Regions from separate parts of the Anas platyrhynchos genome. Here region 1 is linked to region 2. Evidence: chromatin contacts called from public Hi-C data. All regions are on one chromosome and are shown on one strand. Each heading gives the region's core, a stretch centred on a gene start, on an enhancer-like site or on the middle of the called end of the contact. The rest is flanking DNA. Distances are from core to core; before and after follow the strand shown. Region 1 holds the start of BRWD3 (bromodomain and WD repeat domain containing 3). Region 2 overlaps LOC101801757 (sodium/hydrogen exchanger 2).

Evidence for each region. A called contact is a pair of places that touch in the nucleus more often than the background predicts.
Region 1: a contact with region 2 is called in a Hi-C map of skeletal muscle, with 2.0 times the contacts expected there. The contact joins the promoter of BRWD3 here to the enhancer-like site in region 2. A contact is called at or near these places in 3 of 8 Hi-C or Micro-C datasets (skeletal muscle and subcutaneous adipose tissue).

Annotation. Positions count from the first base shown.
Region 1 is chr10:23,179,565-23,182,264 of IASCAAS_PekinDuck_T2T, forward strand. It overlaps BRWD3 (bromodomain and WD repeat domain containing 3), which reads left to right and starts at 1,381. Exons shown (of 40, transcript XM_038184198.2): 1 at 1,381-1,567; 2 at 1,671-1,729; 3 at 1,899-1,928; 4 at 2,142-2,201. The coding sequence starts at 1,531.
Region 2 is chr10:23,090,136-23,092,835 of IASCAAS_PekinDuck_T2T, forward strand. It overlaps LOC101801757 (sodium/hydrogen exchanger 2), which reads right to left. Exons shown (of 13, transcript XM_038184632.2): 6 at 1,995-2,191. Among named protein-coding and RNA genes, the nearest start is that of SH3BGRL, 52 kb to the right of the region's middle. Within about 2 kb of position 1,361, at least 2 of the 8 cell types and tissues checked have an H3K27ac peak or open chromatin away from gene starts, as enhancers often do.

The DNA of each region.
Region 1 (2,700 bases), core at 131-2,630, 89 kb after region 2:
CAGGTCTTTATGGCAGCAAAAAGCAATTTGACATTAAGGAATGTTGTCCATTCACTCAGTGTTTTAGCAACTTATCTCTGAAGTGGGATAGATTTCTGAAGTTTTGACAGGACGCTTCCTATGGAAAAGTGACTTGCTTCCCTTAGGAGTATCTACAGGGGTCAATATTGTGCCTTTTTTTCTTTGGCAAGAGCACATGCCTCACCGTCATGTCTTTATTTCCTGGACAGTGGGAGGAAACAATCAGGATTTGGCTCCTAAAGCCGCCCCACGTCCTGTAACCTTGGCAGGGCTGCGTCCTCTGGGCGTCCATCCCTGCCTTAAAGTGCTGAGGCGATGACACTCTGGTAACAGCGGGTGCCGCGTACCGATGGCTAAAAGTTCCTATTTACGTTTCAGTCAAGCACAGAAAGGCAATTCCTGGGTATCCACAATGCATTAATTTGTTTTGGGCACCTTTATGTTTGTTGGGGGAGCTCCCGTTTGGTTCCTGCCAGGTGCACAGGAGCGCTTGTGGGCCCTGTCCCCCAACGTTTTGCCTCATGTACGGTGGATGAAATGGAGAATAAGAGAGAAAACGACTTAGCGAGCCTAACTCAGGACAGTTATTTTCTTTATTTTCTTTCCTGGAGAAAAGGAGGCTCAGGGGTGACCTTATTGCTCTCTACAGATACCTTAAAGGAGGCTGTAGAGAGGTGGGGGTTGGCCTGTTCTCCCAGGTGCCTGGTGACAGGACGAGGGGGAATGGGCTTAAGTTGCACCAGGGGAGTTTTAGGTTGGATGTTAGGAAGAACTTCTTTACCGAAAGGGTTGTGAGGCATTGAAATGGGCTGCCCAGGGAGGTGGTGGAGTCACCATCCCTGGAGGTCTTTAAAAGACGTTTAGATGTAGAACTTAGGGATATGGTTTAGTGGGGACTGTTAGTGTTAGGTCAGAGGTTGGACTCGATGATCTTGGGGTCTCTTCCAACCTAGAAATTCTGTGATTCTGTGATTTATTTTCTTTATTTTAAAACCTATATTTATTATTTTCTTTATTTTCTTTTATTTTCGCCTCACACCAACGGCCCACCGCACACCCCGGCTACCCGCGGCCTTTCCGTTCCGGGGCACCCCGGAGGCCCTCGACCCGGGCCGGGACCGTGAGGGGAGGAGGAGGAGGAAACCGGGAGAGCAACCGGGGGAGGAACCGGGGGGGGGAGGGAGGAAGCGAGGCCATGCCCGGTCCTCCCCTGCCCGGTCCTTCCGCCTGGGCGCTCCCCGGCTGCGGGAGGCTCCCGGCAGCGCCCCCGTGCGGCGGGCGGGGCTCCCTGCGGGCCGCTGTGCGCTGCGGGCCGGGCAGAGCGGCGGGGCCGGCGGCGCTGCCATGAAGCCGGCGGGGAGCCGCGGCGGGGCGAGCGGCTCGGCCGCGCACCGGGGCTCGCCCGTAGGGGCTCGGCCGCTGTAGGAGGAGCGGCGACACCTCGGGGAGACACCCGCCGCTGCCCCTTCTCCCCCCCTTCCCCCGGGCCTCCTCCTCCTCCGTCGGAGGATGGCGGCAGCGGCCGCCCCGACGCAGCTGGAAGCCGGTGGGTAGCGCTGGAGGCTGGGGGGTGAGTGGGGGGGCTCGGTGGCTGCACGGTTGCTTTGTAACCGCGTCCCCTTCTCCCTCCTTGTTCCTCCTTCCCTCAGAGCTCTACTACCTGATCGCCAGGTTCCTGCAGTCCGGGCCCTGCAAGAAATCCGCCCAGGTGAGCGCGGCCGGGCCGGGCGGGGACGGGACGGGACGGGACGGGACGGGGCAGGAGGGCAGCGGGAGGGCTGTGAGGAGGTGGGGAGGAGGTGGGGGGGGGGGGGGAGCCGGGGTGCTGCGGGTGTCCGGCCTCACGCCCTTTGTGTGCCGCTGCCCTGTCCCCGCAGGTGCTGGTGGAGGAGCTGGAGGAGCACCAGGTAAGGGGCAGCCGGGGGCTGAGCTGTCCCGGCACGGCACAGCCCCGGTGCCCAGGATGGGATGGGGTGTGGGGGGCGAAGCACGGCCGGGAGGGCCGGGCTGAGCCTTTTGGGGGGCTGCCCCGAGCCGTATGGGGGGGGCTCGGAGCTGCCCCCCCCCCCCCCCATCCCCCCAGGGAGGGGTCTGACCGCCGCCCCCGTCCCTCCCCGCAGCTGATCCCCCGGCGCCTGGACTGGCAGGGCAAGGAGCACCGGCGGAGCTTCGAGGACCTGGTGAGCCCACACCCCATAAACCCCCCCCCACACACCCCAAAAAACCCCAAAACCCTCCGGTACCGGCTCTGTGCCCCCCCACCCCACCCCATGTCCTCAGCCCGGGACCCCCCCCACGCTGCTCTGCGCCCCACGGGGCTGTGGCTCGGAACGGGGCCAGGACGGGTGTGTGCGAGTTTAACGGGGGGGCAACGGGGGGTAATGGGGGCAGCGGGGGGGTACCGGGGGTGCCCATTGTGGGGCCGGGCGGGTTATCTGAGGGCACGTACCGGAGCCCTGCCCGGCGAATGGCGCCGCGCCTTACAAGCCGGAGCGGGGCGGGCGGCGATGTAACGAGGCGGCTGATTGGCTGCGGGGCGGCGGAGGAACTGGTTGGGGGGGGGGGGTGGAGGTGAGGCCGGGCCGGCGGCGGCGGGGCCGGGCCTGAGGGGGGCCGGGGGAGCCCCCTCGGGGGGGGGGGGGGGCGCCGCTTTCAGCCGGGCCCTGAGGGCACTGAGGG
Region 2 (2,700 bases), core at 111-2,610:
TAACCAGGCCTGTGGTGGGAAGAACCTCATGCAACTGAGCTAGAAAGACCAAAATAGCCATGTTTCCTGGGCTATATAAAGCACCGACAGACCCATGTATGGACAAGCCCTACCGCTGGCTGTTAGTCTGCATGGCACAAGGCTTTTCAGACAGTATCGTCAACATTTCCAAGAAAATGAAGTGGCTTCTGAAGCTGCAGGACTCATTTATAAATCCGCCTTTCTGGTGGTTCACCTTAATACCTGCATCTGTATTTTTTGCTTATGTTTTCTGTGCTGGGCTGCAGCAATATACTTCTGTCTCAGTTTTTGAGCAAATTTACTCCCTCATCCCATTATTCTTGTGGTGGCCTCGGCGGCCCAACACTGCGGGTACCTGGAGCCCGCGCCGAGCCTGCCTTAGCAGGGGCTGTGCCCCCGCTGAATGGCTGCGGGTCAAGGGGTCGCCCCGCTGCCACGAACCCGCGGGGGACCCTGTTTAACTCTCACCCTTTAGCACGGAGATGACATCACCAGCCGAGCTTTGAGGTTACACAAAGGCCCTTTCCCGGTCCTGGGAAGGATTTTCCGAGGGCTCTGCAGAATGGAGCTGCTGCCTTAGAACAACCTTTGTCTGAGGCTCAAGAGCGTCTCTGCATGAGCGGACGTGCCTAGTGACCGTATCTTTTCAATTTCTGACCCACATTTGCATCTTAAAACTTGTCACCCTCCACCTAACCGCGCTCCCCCCACCCCCTGGCCCCTGCTCTCCCCTTTCAGCCCGCAGCGGAGCCCTGCGAGCTGGGCCCAGTGCAGCTGCCCTGCGGCACCCCGCTCCCAGCCCATGGGCACGTCACACTTGTGAGGAATTTTTGGCTCATGATGTGGATTAGGAGGACGTGGGGAAGCCCTGAGTCGACCCCAGCACAAACACGGCCCCCTCTGCATTGCTCAGGAGCCCAACACCCACGCTCAGGGGGCCGAGCAGAAGGGGCTCGGTGCGGCGGGGCGATGCTCGGCAGCTGTCGCCCTGACCCGACACCTCCTGCAGGCCCAGCAGCTGCTCCAGGGCAGGAGAAGGGGCTCGGGGTGTGAGGGGGGCGGCAGGAGGGCAGCCCCGCTCAGCACCCTGCTCAGCATCACATGCCTGACCCCGCTCGCTTCGGGACCAGACGACCCCAATTTTTTCCGCTGCATCCTCATTTGGACACGACAGCATTTAAGTGGTGAAGTGAAAGGAGTTATTTCAGGGAAACCCTTGCAGCAGCCTGGGAGTTGGAGGCTTGCTCCTGGGCAGCGGGAGGCCCCGCGGAGCTGTGCCACCGCCAGGTGTCAGGGTGATGCCGAGCGTGGCCCTAAGGAGAGCACAGCACCCGGGACCCAACGGGATCCGCCAAACAAAGCCACCACAGCACTGCTGGCAGAGCCACAGAAATGCATGCACAGGGTAATCCCAGCACAGAGGAGTTTTGATAGGAACTTCTGCACGCTTGTGTTGGGACCCCGTTAGCAAGATGAGGTTCCCTCGTTAGCAAAACTTGTTCCCTCTTCGAGATCCAGCGGACCCAAAGCAGCAACTGCTGTGCAAAAACGTGGGTGCAAGAGGAAGGTTTCTGTGCAAGAATCACTGTTGTGATTCTGCAATATGACTGAAGAAATTGCTACAGCCAAAAGAGAAAGCAGAAAGCAACAAGGCTTAATGCTCATTAATGCTCAGTTAAAAAAAAAAAAAAAAAAAAAAAAAAGCAAATAAATCATATGTGTTATGACTTCATTTACTGTTGATTTTCCTGGCTTTTATAACAAGAAACACACCCAAATTTTTTTCCAGTGGAAGAGATAGCACAATCCCCTTACTGCTGAATCGTCATAAAATAACTACAGATTATCCATTAGCTTGTGCATCAGATCTAATAGCTTAGTACTGGTTATTCAGCTGAAAAACATATATATATCATGCTCATTCTCTACATCTGCAAAGGAATCTCTCATTCCTTTGGACTGAGCATTTTTACCTGTACAAACACGGTGAAGAGGATGACAACAGTAGTTGCTGCAATGAAGAGCTTCTTTCTGTGAAAGTCAGGAAGCAAGAAAACCAAAGAGAAACAAATGGCTCCGCGGAGACCCCCATACGCTATAATGAACTGGTCTTTGCTGGTGACAGTGTTCACATGAAACCTGTTCACGAAGAAGGTCAGTACAAGAACCCCTGAAAAACAGGAAAGAAGACGGCAACACATCAAACGAAAAGAGCAAATAGATACATATCTCATAAATATATCTAATATATTGATTATCTCAAACTCACAATTGTAAGATATATTCTGCAGTGGAACATCACTGAACTGGTAAACACTGATGACTGGGACTTGGCCAGGGCCAAGGGGGTGTATTCCCAAAAATTCCACAAAGCCCCTGGAGAAGGGCTTTTCTTCCAGCCCCAGACATTTTTGATTTGGGGGAATACAACAGATACCAGTGACTGGCGACAGGTTGGGGGACTTTGTAGGACTATAAAATTTAATCAGGTCATCTTGTAGTAAATTTTCTTTTTTCCCCTCAGCCTCGTGCTTATCACAGTCCACCTGGAAAACTGGAGTTTCCTTCAGGAGGACTCTGAACTCTGCAAAGGATTTTTAGTATTATCCCAATGACTGCGGATGCCCAGAGCATACCATTTACTGACAAAAATAAAAAATACATATACAAAAAAAAATT